Linked DNA regions of Gasterosteus aculeatus: region 1 is linked to region 2. The links are chromatin contacts, called in public Hi-C maps. All regions are on one chromosome and are shown on one strand. Each heading gives the region's core, a stretch centred on a gene start, on an enhancer-like site or on the middle of the called end of the contact. The rest is flanking DNA. Distances are from core to core; before and after follow the strand shown. Region 1 holds the start of rtn4r (reticulon 4 receptor). Region 2 holds the start of hscb (HscB mitochondrial iron-sulfur cluster cochaperone).

Region 1 (6,237 bases), core at 170-2,669, 170 kb before region 2:
CTGGTTCACCGACATATTCCCGTGGTATGATTCAACATCGGGACAGTTGTAAGCTCAGGATTAGCTTGCCACTCATACCCGTATTTCACCGGACTACACCGTCCACCTGTGGTTTTCAATTCACCTGCTCCCGAAGATAATCATTGAGAAGATGCTACTCCAAGTGTGCAAGATTGCAATTGGGAGACCTTCCCATATATGTGACAGAAGTGGAAATATCCCAGGTTTCCTCATGGTAAATGTGGCAAACGTTCTCCGGTGCACATTGACTGGTTTAGATGCCTTGCTGTCGGTGAGCAGGGAATCACCTTCCGGACGTGAGCTGTCTCTGTCCATGGTGCTGAAGATGTGCTCCGTGAGGCCGGCAGGGGGCGCGTGGTGCCTACAGATGGATCAGCAGGCTACGCTGCTGTGGATCCGTTCCTCCCGGGCATCAAGCACACCGTGCATACTGCCGAGTTGATAAGAGAGACGGCGAACAGCTCTTCGGCTCTTCTCAATCGCGCAATAGTCAAATTACTTTACAAAAGCCGCCGATTTCATATCAAAATGAAGGGAAAACGGAAGGTTTGACGTCGGATTGCAATGCGGCGCGTAGACTTTCCACATAAATGCAGAGAGGAATGTCTGCCTGTGTTGGACAATAATAGTATTACTATACAGAAAACATTTCAAATGACCAAACGTTATCAATTTAGAAGGTTGCAATGAAAAAACTATTCATGTCATTAAAAAAAAAGATGATTTTTGGGCTCAGGTAGGTTTAGGATCTGAAGTGTTTTGCTGTCTCTTCTGTAAGCGGAACTGAAAACAACTCCGCCTACGACATCAGGCAGCCAAATTGTCCAGTCGTGTCCCCGGGAGGGAGCGCGTGTCCCACCGGGAGGGAGCGCCGGTCCAACCAGCAGCCAGGCTCTCCGGTCTTCTGGGAGCTTTTCTCGTATGCATGTTCGTGCCTGGCCGTGTCCGATCCAAATAGATTCCCCTCACGTGACCTTCCTCCACCCACCACCATCACCACCTCCAACCCCGGCGCATCAAACATTCATCAGAGAAGGAGCCCTGCGCTGCAAGAAATGTCCGTCTGAATAAGTGATTAAGTCTGAGATTTACTCTTGATCGTTAAAGTCCATCACTTATGTAGACTCCCGTATGTTTTCACCACATTTTATGTGTGTTGGCTTTTTAATGAAGCCAGGCAGAAAACACAGCCGAGTCCAAAACACGCGCAAAATCTCCCGCGTCTTCCCCCACACAAAAACAATTACCCCCAAAATGTAAAAAAAAAAAAAAAAAAGAATATACATGTAATATACACATCTCTTTTGCAGGGTGAATAAAACGTTCCTCTCTCTCTCTCTCTCCCTCTTCCTCTCCCACCAAGCGCACCTCCCTGCCCCGCCCTCCCCGTAGCACTTCCCCGTGGTAAACGCGCACTGACGCTCAGCAGTGCGGCCGCCCTCCGTGCGCATCCGCAACTCTTTTCTCCGTGTTCGTTGGGAAATACACAGACAGGTGATCGGATATGTGCTGCGCTTTCAAAACATGGATCCAATACTAATTTTTCGCCTCTGCCATTGATTCTCCACTTAACACTTTGAGGCTCTGTCTGCGCGTCCTGCAATTTTCTTTTGGGGTGGAGGGAGGGTGTGGGGGGGTGTGGGGTTGTGGGTGGCTGGGTATCGAGTGGTGCGTCGAGAGTCTACTGATCCTAATGTTGGATGTTTATTTGCTGACAATCTTTTCTTGAATCCCTCGTCCAAATGACTGAGCTCGGGTGCAGCCGGAGACTTGGCTCCCCACTCGGGAAGACCTACGGCTAAAGTTTGAAGGGCGCAGAGGCGGTCCGTCTCCCGCCGTCCGCTGGATTCGCAGTTGCCCACAGATTGCAATAAAACAGCGGATATCCGCGTCTCCGCGCACGCTGGGATCCGTCGGACTTGGATTTACACCGTCTGGATTCCACCCACAACTAAATCATGAAGACCGTTATTACTGACGGTGAGTACGCATCACAAAATAATAATACGTCTTTGGAAAGTTTCTGGCATAAAAGAGGATTCTCACTGCGCAATGATTAAATTAACAGCAGTGTCACTGGTCCGTGGGGAACAGAGACAGCCAAAGATACATCAGATGTCCTAATTGGACTTTGCTCTGCTGGCTCCTCCGGGGTTTGGTCGAGCTGGTAGATGACTGATAAACACCTCCGATCTACACAGCAGCACTTTTATTTTCGGTACCAAAAAGCAGTGTCAGTTATCGCGGCTCCGAACGACCTTGACTCTGGCTCTTAATTGAGTCATAATTCGGAGCATATTTTCCTGCGTGTCCCTCTCCCTCCGTGTGCGGTGTAGGTGGTGGTCAATATGCTGCCCATGGCATTGCAACTGAACCGCGGGCATCCGACCAGCACGTCTTGCGCGCCGTGGGAACGAGGTTACGTTGAACTCCGCAGATGGTCCAACGGAACCTCTCCCACCGCCGGCTGCTCGGCGCGTAATTGGTGCTTTTTGGAGGTATCGTCCAGCCGCCAGGGTGCCGCCAAAAAGAGAGAGAGAGAGAGAGAGAATTGCTCACTTTAGCCTGCGGTATTCTAATGAGGTCAACAATGGTCCTCCATTCCCGCCGGAAATGGCTAAGAATCGCGTGTCTTGGCAGTGGCACGCTGCGCGCGTTAGGTGGGGGCGGCACGGTGCTCGGGGGGAGGGAGGGAGCACCTGGCATGCCAGCGCGTGTGTTCCTGCACGCTTGCCTTGCGCTTGTGTTGTGTAAATAACGCAGTGCAGAGATAACAACACTGACGTGGCGTGCGATGCGTGATAAGCACCGCCTCGATGAGACGTAAGTGCATGTAGGCACCGTCCAACTTGGAAAACCCTCATCGTCTCCACCCTGCCCCACCCCAGCGCACAGGACGCGCGCGGGCCTGCTTATGCAACGCGCTGTGCACGCTCCCGCCTGGTCCTCACGTCGTTCATTGCTGGGCTAAAACTGCGGGATTATGGTGGGAAAGCTGCAGATTATTGTGGGCCTACGGTGTAACTTTGCATTTAAAATCAAAAGAGGCACGTCTACTCGGGTATTCTCTTTGATATGTCACAGGGTGATGCGAATTTAAATGCACGCCCCACCACCGCCGCCGAATGGCTCTGGGTCCCTCAGAAACCCTCCGGCAAGGTTTTCATCATCCAACTGGTGTGATTGAGCATCACACCTATGTCTTTTTTTTGTATCCTGCTGCAATTATAATTGGTATCCCTCCTCAAGGCTTCTGATTTGGCTTGGAAAATATGGCCTGTCGGTGTGTTGTGTTTAAAGTGTCAGGGTGAAGAGGGACTTTAATTTACACTCTTTTTCCACCCAGTCAGCACATGATGAAATGGCTTTGAGGGAAAGCTGTTGCTTGTGAGATCGTGCCATTGCCGCCTGTCTGCCAAGAAAAGCCAATCAAGCCCAGATTAATGGATAAAACCTACTATGGTGGAAGTGAAAGCTTTCTCTTCAAGGGTTTTACACAATGAATGGTCTTCATTTAGCTAAACTTTTGCTTTGGTTGTGGTGGGCCATTGCCAAATACTACTTACTAATGCTTTAAAGTGAAATAGGCCACAAGATGCAGCATCTGTTGTTGTTGCGAACGTAACAAGCCCAACTTGGATAAATTGGTGGGAATGTGTGAGGAAAGGAAGATGGAGGATGCACGTGATATTGGGAAGCGTGGCGGTTATCATGCGTTCCACGTCTGTTGCACTAACGGGCTTCAGCTCAAATTGTCTTTCATCACGTGTCGGAATGTCATCCGTAACAGATGGTGCCGCAAAGCGAGAGCAATTTTTTTTTCTAGTGCTGCTACCACAACTGTGGAATGTGTTACTTCTGCACACAATTATGATAATACATCTTGATCAATATGACTGACTCCTTGATGCTCTGGTAGATGCTGAGATTTCTGGCGTTTTCTTAGCTTTTAATATTCAGCCTTAAATTGAAGACCGTGGCATTCCCCCCGGTCTCAATTATTCCATTTTCACTAGTCTTGGACAACAGAGTGCTATTGAGCTAGAACCTTTCTAGCTATGAAGACTAATAAGCCTCATTACCTGACCCACGGACCCGAGCAGCTCCAAGAAGAGCAGATGATACCTTACAATTCTTCTGCTCACCAATAGAGATTCTGAGTTGTCCAAATCAAGGGTCTTCAACGTTTTTTTCAGGCATTTATTTTCTGTTTATTATATGGCCATATAAATGTTAATCCTTACCCATGATCCTGTGAGCCATTGTATTCATACATTTTATCGATTGCAGGATGAAGATGTAAATATTTTGATCAACATTGCCTGTGTGGTATTAATACCATGCTCACTGCGACAAACTGCACCAGGCTATCTGAGAGGGGATCTGCTATATTCAGGATGAGCAAGCTCCTTCGGGGGCTTCTTTTAATTGGACGCGCCCTTCAAGTAGCACTGCATTTGTTTGTACAGTGCTCACACAAACATCCAATGATACACACAGGCATGCTGGGCTCAGATATCCTTGGATCCATCCGCTCGAGGATGTCCCAGCCTCCCAGCCCTTCATCGCTAATCAGCAAGACAGAGGAACTAAGTGGATAAACGAGTAAAATTCTATTTGTTTATACAGAGGAAGCTAAGGGGCGAAATAATACAGAAAGCAGAAGAAATGGAATAGACTATTCCCCCAGATTAGCGGTCCGTAATCCTCTCTGTGGGTTATTATTCTACTGTCACAATATTTAGAGACAATGACCCGAAAACTGCAGAAGCTAGCCCCCAAAACCCCTACACTCCTCTTCAGATATAACAAGTGTCGGTTCTAGTCTTCAGAGGGAGGACCGGAAGAATTAGCGTTATGCAACTTTAGGATGGCGAGGTGGATTGATCCCATATGGAGGATTTATTCCTGTCTTTTTTATAAAATCCCACCACAACGCTGAATCATAATCCTGTAAAGGTGCACATGCATGACCGAGCAAATGAAAAGCTCCCGTGTGGCTGTGAGCCCAACCCTAAGAGGAAACGGAAGTGAAGTCTGCACACAATGTGCAGTTGCGTCACAGTGGCGCTACATGTCGACAGGCTAACACAAAAGCCCCCCGGAGGGCCTCGGAAGCAAATGTGCCTCTGTTAATTCCTCCCTTCAACACAACAATAACAACAATAAACTATCCCAGCATGCAGAGAACAGAGCTGGCTAATTTGTCCGACGCGGTGCACATGCACACATCTCTCAGTTCGGGGACCTTTGACCTCGCCCGGGGCCACTTTTCTGCCCGTGCATCCACGAGAGTCGCGCCGTTGTCCTAATCCCGTTGCAGATGGGGGCGTCGCGCGGCGGGCTTCCTGAGCGCCGGTGACGCTGATTATACCACAATGGGGAGGCTGACTGATGGCCTAGTAAATTGTTAATTAGACAGAGCAGAAGCCGCTCTTAAATTAGGCACATGAATGGAGGCGCTGTCAGCGCTGTAAGTCGGGCCGGGCGCCGCTCCTCTTCTCGCAGGATGCAGTGCCACTCAGTTAGATAAAGTGGCTGCCCGATCTCCGACGCCGGCACGGGGTACATGGAAATTGATCGCGGTGTTAGGCGGAAGGTTAGCATAACTTATCAACCGACACACATGATAAGTCTTTGGGTATGCAGTAAACAATGTGAGGATTAAAATGTCAGCTCTCGTAGGAGGGAGCTGGACGATAGCAGACGGGCAGGTCCATCAACACTCGGCTTCGGTAAACCCGGAAGACCTTTTCGATGTAATTAGCCACATCTCACGGACATGCGCTCTGATTTGAAACCTGTAAATGGGCTGAAGTGCTTTTAATAGTAGGACTGTCAAATGTTGGTCTGAATGAGCTCCGTATAAAACGTGTTTGTGTTCATTCCTCCAGTAGTCTTGTTGATCTCAGAACACTGATGTAGGATACGGTTTGTTGATTGTACAACAGGACAACAATTTAACCTGAGAGGTGACATAGTTTTAAAGTTTGTGACTGGCACTTATAGAATTAATTTGGGTATTTTTCAGTTTCGAATTAAATCTTCCGCTTTCAGAAGATCTCCATCTCCTGCTGCGTTTTTCCATTGCTTTACTTAACTTTCTCCACTGTATGGATTGTTGGTTGCTATTTTCATTATTTCTTGTCAGTTGCATATATGCTTGTTTTTTTATGCAAAGGGGAAATACCTGAATGCACTGCATATTTGAATAAT
Region 2 (5,622 bases), core at 2,142-4,641:
CCATTCAGTGATAATATCATTCCAATTGGTAGTTTGCATTTTGAGCGGCGTTGGGCTGGATTCATATTGCCTGCAGGCTGCACAATTTACTGTTTTTAAAATCACCGCTACGTCAAATTATTTGATTAAACTAAATATCTGTAATCGGGGATTTTCTTTAGTTAGTTGAAAGACAGTATCAGTACAAATGGGCAATTAAACATTTGACTATTTATCAATGGTGCCTTTTGTGTACAATATGGAAATAATTTCCTTTCATTTTTATTAATTCAATTTGCCATTTGTTCTATTTTAGTAATGAACTGACTGACAGAAGCAAAGGGAAAGAACTTAGTAAACCTTAATATCTGTTTATTTTTCACAAGTAACATAATGCATATGCCGCAGCATGCATTGCAACACATGAGATCTGTCGGTTACACTGTAAACAACCAGTTCTTCTAGGAGGGCTGGCTCGTGGTATCAAGCCACACTTGCTGTTACCATGGTGACAACAGAGGTCACCAAATGAACCAGAACGGAAATCTTAAGGATTACACCTCCATCCCACAGGATAAAGGATTCCGTGTCTCTCTCACCTTCGTGATGATCGACGCTCGGCTCAAATGGATCCACCAGACTTTGCCTCAATAAATTGATCCGGCATTTGTTATTTACCCTTTGTGTGCCGGCCGATCTCTTCGGCGTCCTCTGGCGTCAGTGCTCCGTCGAGAGCTTCATTGATCTCCATCAACTCCGCCAGGAAACGCGGGTCCGCCCCGGGGTCGGTGCCCTCTTCGGTACGAATCCCCTCCAGCTCCAGCTGAAACGCAGGACGGGGGTCCGTCAGAAACTTCGAAGCGCTCGTTTACTACTTTGGACCGGCAGCCGGTGGAAGAAGCCGTCAAGACACGCCGCGTGCCGGCGTTCATGTAAATCAACTGTCAAGAGATTTCACACTCACCATATAAAGACCACGACTCAAAGGCTTAAGCAGAGTCTGGTATGCTTTGTTCACGAGAGCCGAGTGGCTTTCTGAATACTCCTGTTCCGTCTGCGAAAGAGAGAGACGTTATGGTCGCTTCCGACAGCGCGCGCTCCATAGTCACGCGTCGGGAAACCCAACGTGCTGCCGCGCTCGCGTATTCACAGACCTGAGTACAGTTCTCAGGACTGTCAGCTCGTGTGAAAATCACCCGTCTCAAGGTCGTGTGGATCTGTTCCTGCAACAACAAGCGGCGCGGGAGGCGGCTGCCTTGTGGCCTCGTATAAGTAATGAGTTTTCTTTACACGATGAGGAGCTCGGGGGAGGGAGGGGGGGTTGTCTAATTACGGATAAATGGCCAGAGGTGCTGATGAATAAAACGGAGCGTGAACAATGTCGGACAGGTTGTTTGTGAAGAAAGCGTTTTACATTAGCTTCCCTCTCTCGCTCAATGTGAGTCAAGCTTTCATACCGTATAACGACAACATTCTGCGTGCTGCACGAAATAAATTACCTGCGATGCAACACTCCTCCTCCTCTTCCTCCCTTGGGTGACTAAATAATGCTTAGTCATCCAAACTAACTGTCAATTTCTTTTTTAATGATGCACGAGGGGGTAAAGAGTCAGCGGTTTTACTACTTTATAAATAAACTATATCTTATTTCTTTCCGTGAAAGATATTTATAGCTGCACTAATCAGTGGTTACATCCTCTGTGTCTTTAAACTGCCCTTCCTATAGTTTCTAACACGTGGCCTTCAGCTGCCAACTGCTGGCTCAGCAAAAGCCACGGAGGCAAAAAAATATGTTCTAAATTTTGAATTTAGCATTTTTACTCAAGAATATCATTTGGTGATTAATTAATAACAAAATGAAGTTCTGAATTCTGCAACAAATATATCTGTCATTTTTCTCCTCTGACCAATGGGTGGGAAACCATTGCCCCCACAGCAGGGATAATGAAGTACATCCATCCATCGTCAAACCGCTAATCCTGCAGACAGGGTCGCGGGGGGGGCTGGAGTCTATCCCAGCCAACTTCGGGCATTAGACAGGGCACAGGATAATGAAGTATATGTAGAATATAAAAGGCATAGGCATTGGACCACATTAGACAATCAAATTACTTAAATGTTCTCTTGTAACGCCTTTTAGATTCTTAAAACAATGTGTTTTAATGTATACCGTAAACCAGATTTTTCTAATGCAACCTTTGTGTCCACCAATCGTGTATAAGAAGGCAAAGGACTTTCTATCTTGGATTATATTATTTTACTTATTCTCTTTCATAGAACTTCATATTTATTTGGCCAAGACCTTTTCCCAGTGGACATCTTCACATAGCAGGAAAGGCAAAGTTTAAACCAGGTACCAACCTGGTACTTATTTATATTGATCTCAATGCTTTCATCTCATTTGCGATTCCTTGAACTTGCACGACCCGTTGCAAATTATAGGCTAAGCTGCTTCATGGCCTAACTGTCAGCGTCTCATAAGGACATCACCAAATGTCACGTGGTCAAATAAGGTGTCCAACTCCCCTGTCACGGGTCACACCTGGACTAACAGATGTAACTGGACTGATGTGCATTCTGGTTCCCGCCCACATCTCCTGCCTACCACAGACTTCTGGCTGAAGTTGTCTGGATGTAGAGCCCGCTGGAGCTGCAGGTATCTTCTCTGCAGCTTCTGTGTGTCCACCGAGAACGTGAAGTCGCTGAAAAAAACAGGCAAACACAACGCGGGGGTGACGTCATGTCGCGGCTCACAGTTACACACCGATGGCAGCGGGGAAATCATAAATACAGAGTGATACTTACCAATCCATCGTTTTAAAGTAGGACGCATCTTCTTCCGGGGGCTGGATGACGTTGCATGACGTACAGAAGAAGGCGGGATTTGCATCGAGCGGCTGTTCGCACTTCCAGCAGCGCACTTGGACTTGACCTGTGCAGAAGCTCCTGTGGGAACTGGCCGGAGTCGTGGAGTCGATGAGCTTCCTTTCCCTCCCCCGCGCTTCGAGCTTCAGGCAGCTGTGCCGTGTGTCCTTCACGGGGATGCTGCTCATGCAACGCGTCCGACATGTAACAGTCGTATAAGCGGTCTGTCGCCTCGTCGCGAGGCGGCCGTGGTGCAGTAAAGCCCCCGATGAGCACAAAGTGCGCAACGTCTTCAACGACAACATTTCTTAAAAAATATATATATATATATACATATATATATATATAAAATACACCACTCGCGGTGCTGTAATGGTGTCAGCGAACACTCAAAGCTCAGCGAGTCCTTCCTGTCAAAACATGTTAATTTCTCCTCCAGAAACGGGAGGAAGTGCGTTCTGTGTCTGCGTATCCGTGTTCTCGCGCCACACTGCCACCCGTCGTCATGGCGGCGCAGCGGGGGAACGTCTCTGAGTGCGGGGAGGGGAGGGGAGGGGGGGGAGGAGGCTAGCAACAGCGGCGAGCAACAACAGCTAGCACGCGCAGCCGCAAGAAACAGCCAACGCAATAACTTAACGGATAATCAAATAATGTAGCGTTGGATTTGATCGCGCCACGGCAAACGTAGTAAGTTCAACGTTGCGAGGTCTTTAATACACGCTATAAACGTATCGCTGACACGTGCACTACAACGTTTGAGAGGATGTAAACTTAAAAAGAATCAATTGTCAGTACGTTGCCAGGTTAGCTCGTGGGCTAACCTCAGCCTAGCTTAGTTTGCTAACGTGTTATTTCAGAAAAAAAGTGATATCTCTTGTTGGCTCGTTGTCAGCCACCAAGTGGCTTCCTTTAAAATACCATTTGAGGTCACTTAATGGCATTAATATGAATAAAACACTCCGCCTTAACTTTCCGCTGAGAAGTGCTTGCTCAGCTAACGGAGCTAGCCGGCTGACAAAGACATTCCATGCTAACGCAACCAGCTGGGACTGGTCCGCGGAGCCTCCATCCAAACTAGCCGGCTACTTTCCCAACGTTTCGTGAATCTGACGACACGATCAAGTCTGGCTCGATGTATTAAATCACCTTGTGTGAGGAGCAGTAGCCCGTAAAGCCACAGCCCTTTTATTGCCAAATAGTGTTGTTGGGACATAACTTTTTAAATTAAAATATACGCATGCGAGCTTTAACGCTTTTTGTTGCAGAAGATGTCCCTCCCAAGCGTGTCGGCGATCAGCTGGGACCTCATTAACTAACCCTATTGCGACGACCAAGGCGATGGTCGATGAGGAGTTTTGGTCACACGCAGAGTGGCTTGTCCACCAGGGTCTTCACCGAGCGCTGGAACCCAGATAACACCTGCAAACCCTGGTAAGTATTTCATTGACTGAATGTGCCGTGTTGTGCTGCCACATCATCTGCCCTCACCGGGCTGCATCCCATTGAACAGTTGCACAAGTTCCTCTGATCTGGGGCCAGTGTAAATATGCCTATTTGGTTCAAAAGATCAGACTGGGCGTCTTCAGTCCTTGTCTCTACAGTTTCCTGTCAAAAGGACGAGCTCCAGTGAATGCCAAGTCCTGACTCATGTTGCGTGTTTGTAGGTGGTGGGGGGGTTTTGGGGGCGGAGGTGCAAAAGGTGACGGTAGTGTATTCCAGAGAGAGACACTGGTCGGAGACAGCAGTTTCTACAAGGTAAACAGGATCTGGTCCTGAAGGCCGAGGGAGGTGCTTCTCAAGGCTCCCACAGACAATACGCTGGGTATTATTAACGGAAACGGCTAAGAATAGAGAGCAGGGGAGCGAGGTGGCTCCTCTGGCGGTCATGTTGTTTGGGTTAAACGAGCCAGAACGAAACATCATCGTTAGAAGAGTGGCTTCTCGAGCTCACATGGGTGTGTCACACACACACACTGGCTGAGTGTTGATTTCCAGTGCTTTATCTGTGCAGCAGCAGAGGAGTAGTCCTGGATCGCTCTCCGCTGCTTATGTAGGCTTGTTTTGCTCAACGTTTTCGGATTCGTAAGTAGAGCTATTTTCAAATGTGTTTTGTGCGGTTTTAAGTGGTACTCGGTAGCCGTTTGCCATGTGTAGATGTGAGCCTGAAGACTTTCTCCTAATTAGTATCGGGCAACAAATCCTTTGTTACATTTTGTATTTTTTCAAACATAAACTCTAATTTGTTAACGTATGAAATGATCAAACGGAAATATAATTATAAACATCCGTCGATGACACTGACTCAGCATCGGCACCAGTAACAACGCATCAGACAATAAAAGGGATTTATTAATTCTGAAAGGGATTGAATGGACGTGCTTTCTTTCTCATCCATTTGGGCCCTTAACATTTGAAATGCTGGGTCCAGTTGGAACCCTTTCTCAAAACAAGATTAATCACGCCTGTGTAACAACAGTTGAATCAATAACACGATAGATCACACAGAAAAGTCAATCAGGCGGTTCTTTGTCACAGGAAGCGTGCATCTATTGTATTACTCTTATCTGCAATTCTACTAAAATCTACTAAAATCTTCTTGTTTTTGACCTTTTTTTGTGAGCAGTGTACTAGTGATATTTGGGGCTGGGTATTCGGTTGTGGATTATGTGAAGGCTGTTCAGGGATCAGAGGCAAAGGCGAAGTGAGTTATTTGTGTTTTTCTAATTGGGGAAAAAAAAGCAATATTTGTCTTTAAGCTTTAACAAGTTCCATATAACT

Evidence for each region. A called contact is a pair of places that touch in the nucleus more often than the background predicts.
Region 1: a contact with region 2 is called in a Hi-C map of skeletal muscle, with 3 times the contacts expected there. The contact joins the promoter of rtn4r here to the promoter of hscb in region 2. A contact is called at or near these places in 2 of 6 Hi-C or Micro-C datasets (both in skeletal muscle).

Annotation. Positions count from the first base shown.
Region 1 is chr13:19,828,158-19,834,394 of fGasAcu3.hap1.1, reverse strand. rtn4r (reticulon 4 receptor) reads left to right here and starts at 1,419. Exons shown (of 2, transcript XM_040196281.2): 1 at 1,419-2,001. The coding sequence starts at 1,980.
Region 2 is chr13:19,659,264-19,664,885 of fGasAcu3.hap1.1, reverse strand. hscb (HscB mitochondrial iron-sulfur cluster cochaperone) reads right to left here and starts at 3,391. Exons shown (of 6, transcript XM_078087526.1): 1 at 2,785-3,391; 2 at 2,585-2,681; 3 at 944-1,033; 4 at 658-802. The coding sequence starts at 3,149. It overlaps lrrc8ab (leucine rich repeat containing 8 VRAC subunit Ab), which reads left to right and starts at 3,393. Exons shown (of 5, transcript XR_005713887.2): 1 at 3,393-3,531; 2 at 4,110-4,275.